3 separate regions of the Mus musculus genome follow, and all the other regions are linked to region 1. Evidence: chromatin contacts called from public HiChIP or PLAC-seq and promoter capture Hi-C data. All regions are on one chromosome and are shown on one strand. The core of a region is the stretch at or near the end of the contact, and the rest is flanking DNA. Distances in the headings are between cores, read along the strand shown.

What was found. Promoter capture Hi-C pulls out the DNA fragments that hold promoters and counts their contacts. HiChIP or PLAC-seq counts read pairs in DNA pulled down with a chosen protein or histone mark.
Region 2: a contact with region 1 is called in a promoter capture Hi-C map of second pharyngeal arch cranial neural crest. The contact joins the enhancer-like site here to the promoter of Tnfrsf11a in region 1. A contact is called at or near these places in 8 of 39 promoter capture datasets (embryonic stem cells, hippocampal neurons, liver and 4 more), 1 of 484 Hi-C or Micro-C datasets (cerebellum) and 1 of 9 other capture datasets (embryonic stem cells).
Region 3: a contact with region 1 is called in an H3K4me3 HiChIP or PLAC-seq map of bone marrow-derived macrophages, with 5 times the contacts expected there. The contact joins the enhancer-like site here to the promoter of Tnfrsf11a in region 1. A contact is called at or near these places in 9 of 39 promoter capture datasets (the C10 cell line, the HPC-7 cell line, HPC-7-derived erythroid cells and 7 more), 1 of 15 datasets of contacts at CTCF or cohesin (large pre-B cells), 3 of 484 Hi-C or Micro-C datasets (LSK cells, granulocyte-monocyte progenitors and pre-pro-B cells), 4 of 115 datasets of contacts at active chromatin or transcription factors (bone marrow-derived macrophages, embryonic stem cells, pancreatic cancer cells and 1 more) and 1 of 9 other capture datasets (embryonic stem cells).

Annotation. Positions count from the first base shown.
Region 1 is chr1:105,779,029-105,782,817 of GRCm38.p6, reverse strand. Tnfrsf11a (tumor necrosis factor receptor superfamily, member 11a, NFKB activator) reads right to left here and starts at 2,095. Exons shown (of 10, transcript NM_009399.3): 1 at 1,989-2,095. The coding sequence starts at 2,066.
Region 2 is chr1:104,992,502-104,996,290 of GRCm38.p6, reverse strand. Cdh20 (cadherin 20) reads right to left here. Exons shown (of 12, transcript NM_011800.5): 12 at 810-2,411. The coding sequence ends at 1,906. Among named protein-coding and RNA genes, the nearest start is that of Gm29012, 120 kb to the left of the region's middle. Within about 2 kb of position 2,215, at least 56 of the 459 cell types and tissues checked have an H3K27ac peak or open chromatin away from gene starts, as enhancers often do. A contact at or near this core is called in second pharyngeal arch cranial neural crest, where this site is marked.
Region 3 is chr1:106,393,533-106,397,321 of GRCm38.p6, reverse strand. Phlpp1 (PH domain and leucine rich repeat protein phosphatase 1) reads right to left here. Exons shown (of 17, transcript NM_133821.3): 17 at 3,077-3,789. Among named protein-coding and RNA genes, the nearest start is that of Gm41928, 130 kb to the left of the region's middle. Within about 2 kb of position 1,626, at least 49 of the 459 cell types and tissues checked have an H3K27ac peak or open chromatin away from gene starts, as enhancers often do. A contact at or near this core is called in bone marrow-derived macrophages, pancreatic cancer cells and trophoblast stem cells, where this site is marked.

The DNA.
Region 1 (3,789 bases), core at 846-3,345:
TCAGTTCACTGTGCCCACGAATTCTGCACACAATTCAATCAACTGCTGATCAAAGATACAACTTAAAATCTGTGACTATGCTGAACATGCAGCAACTGTTTTGGGTTACTGCTCACTAAATAAGATAGCATAACAAGCACACACACTTGCCCTGAGCTGAGGAAACCATAGGAGGAGGTGGAGGATGTAGCTTAGTGGTGAGATGCTGGTCTTCGCAGACCAGCCCCTGGTCCTCGCAGACCAGCCCCTGGTCCCATACCCAGCACAGCCAAGAACACACCCAGCACATGCCTGCACACAGACATACATACAAAATAGGAGAACTGCCAGCTAGTTCCAAACGCTATGCTAGTCTGTTATTAGAATCAAATGTGGGTACGTTTTTCCCTCTCACTGTGTGGTCAGGCAGGTTTTCTGAGGCAGCTAGCTATTGATAGAGACCCGGTTTTTTAGTTTTTGTTTTTGTTTTTGTTTTTGTTTTTAAAGGTAGCTCCCTGTCCGACCTGTTGATCACTTCATTAAGCAAGCAACATTTGAAGTGCTTCAAATGGTCGATTCTGTTAGGTCCTCGCGCCTTGCCCTCCCTCACCCACTCTAAGAGACCCAATTTGCTGGCAATGAAGTAGAGCGAGTCTTTTTACTGTGCAGCTCCAATTTTTAAGTACATTTGCACTATTTCTGTCCTGGTGTCAGCTAAGCTGCCTTTCTCTTCTCTCCTTACCTCAAACACAGCCAGGTCACCTAGGGCAGTGACATTCACAGAAGCCAAAGACTGTTTTAACAGGAGAAAGGAGAATCTAAAACTGCTGAGCCAAGAAACCTCGCTGACATTTTCCCTTCCCGCAGAGGAACCCCCAAGCGCACATGATGTTTAGCAGGCTTCCCTTCATTGAACAGCTCAGTCTACCCGGACAGAAGTGAACATTTGGCTTGGTGCTTGGGGTGGCTGCCACACTGAGTAACACGGTGGTAAAGAAATCACTCCCGGGAACCGCAGTGAGACTCCTCAGTTGCCAGCAGACCAGCAACTGGGATCCAAGCTCTTTATCAAGCACTAGCGACTCCAGAGGGACCCTAACGCGGGATTCAGGGATCTGGGAGCTCTTCCTGCAGGGACTTAGGCTGCAGGGAGGAGATTCTCCACACTGACTTTTGCCTCCTCCTCTAGGCTGCTGATGGTGCCTGAAGAGCTGCCAGAAAAGCCCTGGTCCCCAAGTACTATGCATTCTAGTTACATCCTGTCCATCACCATTGGGCCCAGACCCATCCCAGGTGGAGGCAGGGATTGCAAGGCTTGTTCTTGGCATCAGTAATAGCTCGAGGCACATCACTACCCTAGTTTCTGCCATTGCAAAGACATATTTCATCCTAACATGGTCAAAGGTTTCTAAGCACAAGCAACTCCTGCCGATCCATGAACTGTTTGTGGGGCGGAGGGAGAAAAGGGAACATACGAAAAGGAAAGCTTGTCAGCTTGGCCAAAGAAACTTCCAACTCTCATCCAGGACATCTCTCCTACACTTCTCCGCCTTCGCAGTGGGGCAGATGGAGAGAAAACTAAAATAGGGAAGGGTGTGAAGACCAAGTCAGGGACCCTGCACTCCCAGGGACCCACGCGGATTGAAAGCACGCCCCCAAGGGTAGCAGGTTTTAGGAAGGAATCACTAACCTGGTCTGTACATACAATCTTACTGAGGGTCGCAGAGGTCCGCGTTAGCTACAGATGGGAAGAGCCTACTAGGTGCACCCGGAGAAACAAGGTAGCACCCAAGCTCCGTGCTCCACAGATCCCGTGGCCCAGGTTCCGGCTTCTGCAAACCTCAGCTTTCCAAGCCGCAGCACCCTCCCAGTCGCCGTCCCTTAGATCCACGCACCAGCTGGGGTCTCCATCCGGATACCCCGAGTTTCACCTGGTGCTCGTGAGGCTGGGGCGCGCCAGAGGACCTCGACCCTGGGGGACCACAGGCGACAGCGGTGCGGATCCTTACCTGCAGTGGAACGAGCAGCACGCAGAGCGCCAGCAGCGGCGCGGGCAGCTGGCGGCGCCGCCGGGCGCGCGGGGCCATGGCGCGGTGCGGGCGGGCTGGGCGCGCGGCCTCTGTGGACCGGCGGTCGCCGCCGCCCTCCGCCCGCCTCGTCCCGCCCCGTGCGCCCGGCTCCGCCCGGCACCTGCCCCCGCGCCGCCGACCAGCTCCGCCAGGGGGTGCCCGAGCGTGGGCTGCCGTGACGCGGGACAGAGATGGTTTTGGCATTCCACGAGTGCTTCAGACCCGCGCGGAGTCCTGTCCGAGTGTCCCCAGGCTCTGAGCTCTCTGGGTGCAGCACCTGCGTGCAGGCGCTAGATAGCCCTGCCAAGGTTGTCCTTCGCCTTCAGTGGACCCTGCCTTGTCGCCACTGTGGACCCTGCCTGCACAAGGTGCACCCCTGTTGGGGTTTCCTTAACTGTAACTAAAGAATCTACACAATGTAGTGTCCACGGCTCCCCCAAACCTCCTTTACCCAGCCCTATACTTCCCCTCATTCTGGCCGCCTCCAACAACCGCTTCCTCTTGGCTGTTCTCCGAGTCACCGCACCTGTCTCTGCCCTTCACCCCCTCTGTAACACTCATAGCAAGCTTTCCAGGTAGGTAGAAACTTGCCACCATGCTTAACGAAGCCCTTCACCCGAACCGCTAGGTCACCTACCTTACCTCTTCTAATACAGAACTAGTTTAAAGTCAGGAATAAGCGATCCTGTCGTATTAGTTAAGGGATTCTCATTACTGGCTTCTGGGTTTGTCTTTTTCCAAATTTCAGGTCAGTGTTGGTTACACAATGGTACATACAGCCTTGCCTCTGTGTAGTAACAGTAAGAGGAAGAGCTTTGTCTCCCAGTCAACAGAAACACAGTGTTTTCAATTCCTTGAGTGCCAGAACCGTCTCTGCCAGCTTTCTGACCTCCATGTTAATGGTTTTTCCGTCTAATTCTGAGAAACTATGGAGTTTTCTAACAAGGAAGACTGGATTTGTCTATTATTTCTTTGAATTCTGTCAGTTTTTCTCATCCTTGAAACTCCCTTGAGACATAGCGATTTATGTCTTCTCGGTACATTGACCTTTTATCATCACAACATGCCCTTCTTGATCAACATAAAATTTCACATTCTGGTCTACTTTACATTTATGTGTAGCCATGTCACCTTTCTTATGAATGCTATGTAAGTAGTATATCTGATTCTTTCCCATGCAAGACTGTTTAAAGTGGCAGCATACATTTTAGACTGTTCCTGCCTTCCTATTGGAGCGTGCACATTTAGTGATCGTCACATACGGTGAATTGAAGTCTATTACCTTTCTGATTTTTTCTGTTTGTTGAATCTTTAGTCCACTTTTATTATTGACTTCCTTTGTGTTTCTCTAAAACAATTTTGGAAACAGTATTTTATTTCATGCATTGCAATACAATTTTGTGTTAAATAAAATACTACAGTAGAACTCTTTGATTTAAAATGATATTATTTTTAAAACAGTAAAGTGGGAAAATTTTCAGGTTACAAAACCCTTTCCTGGAAAACAGTCCTTTGGATTACTTCTAAGATTCCATTTTGTCACCCATCATTAGCCTGCTTCATACATATCCTTGTTTGCGTGTGTGTGTGTGTGTGTGTGTGTGTGTGTGTGTGTGTTCATGTGCACGTTGTAGGCCTGAGGCCAATGCTGAGTATCTTCCTTAATTACTTCTCCTTCTCAATACAGAATCGTTCACAAAACCTAGAGACCTTACCAATTCTGCTAGATTGGCTGGCTAAG
Region 2 (3,789 bases), core at 966-3,465, 790 kb after region 1:
TAGCCCAGAAACTTAGACTACCCAAGATACAATTTGCAAAACTCAAGAAGAAGGAAGACCAAAGTGTGGATACTTCATTCCTCCTTAGAATAAGGAACAAAATACCCATGGAGGGAGTTACAGAGACAAAGTTTGGAGCTGATACGGAAGGAAGGACTATGCAGAGACTGCCCCACCTGGGGATCCATCCCATATACAACCACCAAATCCAGACACTATTGCATATGCCAGGAAGATTTTGCTGACAGGACCCTGATATAGCTGTCTCTTTTGAGGCTATGGCAGTGTCTGGCAAATACAGAAGTGGATGCTCACAGTCATCTATTGGATGGAACAAAGGGCCCCCAATGGAGGAGCTAGAGAAAGCACCCAAGGAGCTGAAGGGGTCTGCAACCCTATAGGTGGAACAACAATATGAACTAACCAGTACCCCCCAGAGCTCATGTCTCTAGCTGCATATGTAGCAGAAGATGGCCTAGTCGGCCATCATTAAGAAGAGGGGCGCCCTTGGTCTTGCAAACTTTATATGCCCCAGTACAGGGGAATGCCAGGGCCAAGAAGTGGGAGTGAGTGAGTGGGTAGGGGAGCAGGGCGTAGGGGCGGTATAGGGGACTTTCAGGATAACATTTGAAATGTAAATGTAGAAAATATCTAATAAAAATTGAAAAAGAAAAGAAAAAAAGAAAATTTTATACCCTTTGGGGGAAAAACAGAAATGTAAATGAAGAAAATATCTAAAAAACAAAACAAAACAAAAAAACAAAAACAAAAAAAACCCTGTGTGCCCATAAGGAAACAAACTCAAAATACACCTTTCCTTCTATTTAGCTTTTATTAAAAGAAGTGCTAAGTTACTGAGATGTAGCACATCATATTTATTAACAAAATTATTAACAAATATACAAAACTTTTACAGGTAATACTCTTACATCCATTTCTTCTCTATAATACTGATTTTGTTCAAGTAGGTTATCTACAGTATGTAAACATCCCTTGGATTGACTTTACACAGATTAGGAAAGCCCTCTAACCCATGCTTTTATCAGATACTTCTTATTTGGCTTTCTTTTGTTGCATCTGATCTCCACATTTGGCACTCAGAAGAGACATCTACAGTGCACGAGGCAGCTTTTCTGCTTTCCTTCTGGCTTTTACGAAGGCATAAAAAGCTGTCAGGAGAACACCGCACACTAACGTGTTGATGCTGGATCAGCTACAATGCGAACTCTCTGTTCAGCTCTTACATGAGAGCACACGTCAATGTCAATGTCTCTTCCTTCTCCCACCCTCCCCAACCATTCCCCATGCAAGGCCGGGAAAGTCTAAACCTTGTCTCAAAAGAGTTAAATAATGTACCACCCACCTTAGAACAAGTAAGATGATTTCACTGAGGAATAATTTTTCAGTGGTGTGTGTGTGTGTGTGTGTGTGTGTGTGTGTGTGTGTGTGTGTGTGTTGGTTTCTGCAGATCTGACGATGCAGAAAAACTAGAGTAGGACTTGCTCCCTGCCTCCACTCCCGCCCTCACCTACTATCTGTGTAGTTAACACTGGCACCTTTTCTTGGTGGTAAAGTGACAAAAGCCTTGGTGAATAGGAAAAAACAAAGGAATAAAGAAACAAACAAAAAGAGCCAAGCTTTAATAATTCAAACCTGTGAATACAGTGTCAAAAAAAGAAATTAAAATGGTAATTGGAGATTCTGCCCTCTTCTCCTGGGTTTCCTTCTGATTATTTAGCTTAGTCTAACCAAGTAAAGCTGATCCAGAGAGAGCTCTGCTGGGTCCACTCACTCCCATCCTCACTGTCCAGCACAATATTGCTCCTGGGGTGGCCGCGCCTCGGGCATGAGAAGCAGCCTTTGAGAACGTCTGGATTTGGGTGCCCCTTTGCCTCCGGGCTTCTGTCACCACAAGGGCGCGGGCCCCTCGGACGCCCCGTAGAGTTCTGCCAGTTTTCGGAAGCGGGGTCCCCAGTCCGTGAGGAAATCAAAGCTCTGCTCTGAGTCCGAGGTGGCTGACTGCAGGGAGCTGAGCGAGCCGGCCACAGAGCCGTCCCCTTCAAACATGTAGGTCTGCAGGGAGTCGAAGGGCGGGGCCCACAGGTCCATGTCGGCCTCGTAGAGCTTGGCCAGCACGTAGCTGTGGACCGTGCTGCTGACCGCGCAGGTCTGAGGCACGTAGCGGGACAGGCTCTCGATCTCGGGGAGCATGTCCTGGCGCGTCTTGGGGGCGGCGCCTGCCTGCGCCTCGCGCGGGTTCCACATGGCTGCGATGTCGAAGGCCTCTGTGTCCTCTTCGCCGCCCCCCTCGTCGTCGTAGCGCACAATGTTCTCGTGGATGTTCTCATCGTCGTCGATGATGTAGGGTTGTTTGCGATGTCGCCTCATGGACAGGATGAGCAGCACCAACACTGACGGGAACACAAAGGACGAGATGTGTCAGTCTCAAGAAACAGTTTATTAAGCAAGGGGGCAAAGAAGGGCTCAGAGTGGCACCCAGGTCAGCTTTGGTAATTCAAACGTTAGTGAGTTTAGTTCAGGTCTGCCTGATCCTCGCTGTGATTTGTTATATTTAAGAGCTCTTGGGGTAAAGAAGGCGTTATATTTCTTAGACTCCTAAGAAACTACATAGTCTCATAGAAACTTGCTGCTTTAAAATTGTGTGTAGACACACAATGAACCGTTATGAAATTCCACTAAGACGACACAAAGCACAGCGGCCTGCTGTAGAAGCTATGCTATGGATCAGATCATGCACTCTTATACAGTAATGAGTTTCATATACATTTGCTATAATCTAAAAATCTCATTAGGTGAGATTCTGCTTTTTTGCTTTAGCATTGTAATAGGATTCTACTATAGATACAACCATACATCCACAAATAATGAATGCAGATATTTACGCTAAGTATGAGCTACAGAAATCTGTCTTTTATGCCTCCTTCAAAAACTAAGAGCATTGTGGGAAGGAGCTTATCAGACTCTAAACCTAACCAAGGAGCTATGGACAGTTAATAGTTTCTGGAGTTCTCTTCAAGGGCTTGGCTCTTGGTAGGGCAACCTCTTTTTCCTTGGATAGCTCCATACTCAGGAGTACTGGGTGCTCAAATTGGAGTATTTATTTATTTATTTATTTGAAAAAGGACACAAACTTGAGGATGTGGGTAGATCTAGAAAGAGTTTAAGATACACTTTATGAATTCTAAAAAAAAAAAAAAAAAAAAAGAAAAGAAAGAAAGAAAAAAAAGAACAGAAATACTTTTAAAAGCATAAGTGAATGACTTTAGGTCCAGTAACCCCAGATTCCTCAAAAAGACTTTTAGTTAGAGAGGTATTTGTAATTTTCTGAAGCCAGCGGTTTTCATGGGAGGGAAGGACTGAGCAGTGACATTTTATATAGTTCAGTCTGTTACCAAAGAAGTGGCACATTGTTAGCTGTGCCCTTGAAGGTTTGGATAAAATTTTATCCCAACAAATGTGTGTGTGTGTGTTTTGGGGGGAGTAGGTGTGTTCACTGGGGTTTAAAGGAGATATAGAGATAATCCCATTGAACTATTTATCTTTGTAACTGAAAACATTTTTCCAGGAAGTGTGTTGAGGGTTCAGCTATAGAACTGCTATTGATTTTTTTTCCTGGTGTGCTTTGTTACAGCTGGTGAACAGTGACAGCTTGACAGCACTGCAAAATAAAGGCCAGTGTATTCAAGGGCAGTTGTGGTGGAGAAGGAGGTGGTGCTGGTGGTGGTGGTGACAGAGGAAGAGGAAGAGGAAGAGGAAGAGGAAGAGGAG
Region 3 (3,789 bases), core at 377-2,876, 610 kb before region 1:
AGCATACCCAGGCATTATTTGGGAGGCAGTCTTAAGAAGACTTGGAAGTAAGTATTGGTGCATTCAAGAACTGGACATGGAACACTGAAAAAAGTCCCAATTGCCATTTTGATGCCCTTTAAACAGACAGGACTACTCGTTAGAGGAAAGTCCAAGTTCACTGGAACAAGGCAGAAGAGCAGAAAGTGAAAGATTTCAGCATGATGATAGAAGATCTTTCTGTCCTTAGAGAATCAGAATAAGTGAGGCTCCAGCTTAAGCAGGAGGGAGACCTTTCTTGAAGCATTCTGTTTGTGTTCTTTGAGCAAAATGAACCAAAGGCCAACAAATGCAATACATATTATTTATATGTACATTGAGGCCAGGAAACAGAACAGTAAAAAACAGGGCTTAAGGGCCATTTGCCCATTTCTTCCTGATGTGTTCAATGTCTTCAAGAAGGGAAGAGGGGCATTTTGAGGGGAGAGCATTCTGCTTTCAGACATTTATGTATATCTAGTATCAACACGGCGCTGGCTTAGACCCTCAAAGCGTCTCAAGATCATACCCCAGCCAGGCCCCTCAGGTCCTGTGCTGGTTTTGAGATGGCCATGGATTGTTGATTAAGGATGAGTGAACATGCAAATCAGATGGAGGTCCTGGAAGGGCTCTTACCTTCCTTTACCTGAGCAAGGTTTAGTGTGAACTTTGATCCAATTGATATAGCAGGTAGGGGTTAGGATAAGAAAAAACAAATCAAAGCTATCACAGATGCTTTAGAGCCATTTACATTTTCAAACACATATATATCAGACATGGGGATCCATATCAGCACAGGCCAGATCAATGACAATGACGAAAGCAGTTGGCCTAGAGTCATTTGCACAACATGGGAATTTCGGAGATGAACTGAAAGAGAGAAACTAGTAGTATTTAATGACAGATATTGGGAGCTCCCCCAGCGACAGTGAGTCTGCTCCCCCACAAGAGAAGTGAGTCTTCTCTTCCACTCGCCACTTGAAGCATTTGTGCCGTGCTCCCGGATTTCTGAGCAGCCTAGTTCTGTGCTGGAATAGTGACAACTTACATGGAAGGCGTTAGTGAGTTTCCGATCTGTCACTCGGGAGGCAGTTACAGATAATATAACCCCACTTTTCAGCGATTATTCTGCTTAGCACCAGGGAAGGACTCAAGACCCTTTGATGAGAGTCAACATTACGCCAATGGGGCTTTTTTTTCTTTTTTCCCCCCTCCCTTAGTTACAGCCAGTAGTGACATCACATATCTACTCTGTAAGACTGCATGCATACCATTAATGCTCTCTGTTTTCCCTTGTTTTCTAACCCCAGGGAAGGCAAGGGTAGACAAATGCTGGATCGATTATAATTCTGGTCGCATGTTATTTAAATTTCCTATTATAGGAACCAAGTAGTCACCAATGATACCACATTGTAAAGCAGAGACTGGTACAAGGTACAACAGACGCTAGGATTTAATGCAGCATCTCTGCCACACTTAATTAGTGGTGAGGATTACTTTCTATTCCATGAAGAAAACTGCTAAACAGTTTCTTCAGTCCAAATGGAGTCGGTGGCCTGGCCCCCAAACTACTCACCAGTAGGTGGTGCTATAACAAAAGCAATCAAAAGAAAGCAGCCACACTAGTCTGGCCCTGGCCAGAGATTGGCCTGATGGGTAAGGGCAGGAAGCCTGGAGGCTGCCTGTATCTGCTAGTAGGTGGCTGATCTGACAGGAACTGGTGTCCTGGCCCCAGCAAGGTCATCAGCCTCAGGGCAACCCTTTCTCCTGTGCAGACATCATGGCTTTAGGGGTCTTCAAGTATTAATAAAATACTTAAAGCTCAAAATCCACTTCAGATTTATAAGCACCTTCACATACACTATTAGAGTGTATCTTGGTAAACAGAAGTGAATAAATTCACCTTAGGAAATAACTGCGGAGGCTCCTACATAAGAGCATGGAGACTTCCCAGTATGTCTGTGCCTCTTTAGTCCCTTCACATGGATGCAACATAAAAGTTTCTCCTCTACAGTACTATGTACTGCCAAGTCCCCCAAAAGAACTTCTCTCTCCACAGTTCCACGCGTGTGATGTGCACAATGTCTCAATGACAGAACGGACAGAGATGTAAATGCCAGAGGACTGTGGATGCACAAACACAGCATCTAACCTGCTGCTCTCTCCCACGTCTGCTGGTTCTGCTGTGTAGCCGCCTCAGATGCTGTCATGGAGTCTACAAGTACTGACTCTGTTCACCAGCCTCCACAGGTTCTGACCCCTCTGAAAGAGTCACACTGTGTGCTCTAGGCCTCCTCCACAAAGATGAACTCTACCCAGAGTTGGGATTTAAGCACTGATGACTTGGAAGCTGGACAGGAAATAAGGCACTGGGGAGCACTAGGAAGTTGTGTGGTTTCTATGTGACCTATGCCCCACATGGTATGATGCACAGTAAGGGAGGGAAGGGCTAGAGAGTCAGGCAGGATCATCCCCTGGGATGACTCGACTTCCAGTTGAAGGCACAAGGCCTCTTCCACACTTGGGAAACACAGTTTCTTCAGCTACTGGGTCCAGTGCTGTGCTGGAGTGAGCTACCTCTTCTTCTGTGGGCTCGGCCATTAGTCTGGGCTGGCCAAGTACTACTGAGGGCACACCTGAAGGGAGACAACAGGGATGCCACCTGCCTTCCACATACAGCTCTTAATTGACAGTTACAATGGAAGGTGCATGGACCTGTTCACGTGATCTCCTGGAAGAGCTGAAACCCATCTTGGTTCTGTAGGAGGTCTGCAGGTTCTCTGCAGGGCTCTCCTCTATGCAGTCCCCATCCAGTCCTCTCTTCCAGTGAGGACTACCTTGCATAATCATAAAAAGAAAAGGGTAACAACAGCTGTGTGTGCGGTTGACCAGAAGGTCGATTCTACTACCTCATTCACTGCAGCTGAACTTGACTATTAAGGAAACAAACCCCAAACCATAATGTTGGTTAATCTCACCCCCATCTATTCCTTCTAATCCTAAACTGGTTTGGCTGTGAGACACACCTGGATGCTGAGACAAAAGCAGATAGATTCAGTACTTGTAAATTTCATATTTATTATAACAAAAATTACGACATGTCCATTTGGGCATTCTGCTTCCATATAACTCTGGATGTGTAGATGGTATAAGGGACTCTATACAGTCATGCTGATTGTGGCAGCAGGAAGGAACACAATTAAAAAATGTCTGTAAAAGGTTCTGGGTTCCCGAGAACAGGGCCACATTATCTGCACAGAAACACGCTGCACATGGCCCACACTGAAGATGAGCTACGTAGGGGTGGGGCAGGGAGGCTCTTCAGAGCGAGTAAGGGGTCAGTTATTTAGGCTGTGTCCTTATGCAAGACTACAAACACTTTAAGCTTCACTATGTAACACTGAGATATTTACAATAGAAATTTCTCAATCAACTGTTCTCTCAGAGAAAATTAGTGACTCCCAGTGACTTAAGTCACCTGACAGAGTAAAGCAACTCCTAGGAGTTAGTCGCCATATTCTACAAATGTCTACCATTTTCAAGACAAAAAAAAGCTTTCCCCACAAAGAAATACACAATTACAATATTATTAAATCATTTAGCAATGGCAACTTGCCCTGCCTTCCAAACAAACAAAACAACAAAAGCCATTTTTAAAAATATTACATTATCATTAACTGTTTCTCTGTAATATATTAAACCTTTTGTTCTTTGTCTTTACACAGTTGATATGTTAGGGAAAGAAGTTAACAAATTTAAATCATATTGGTA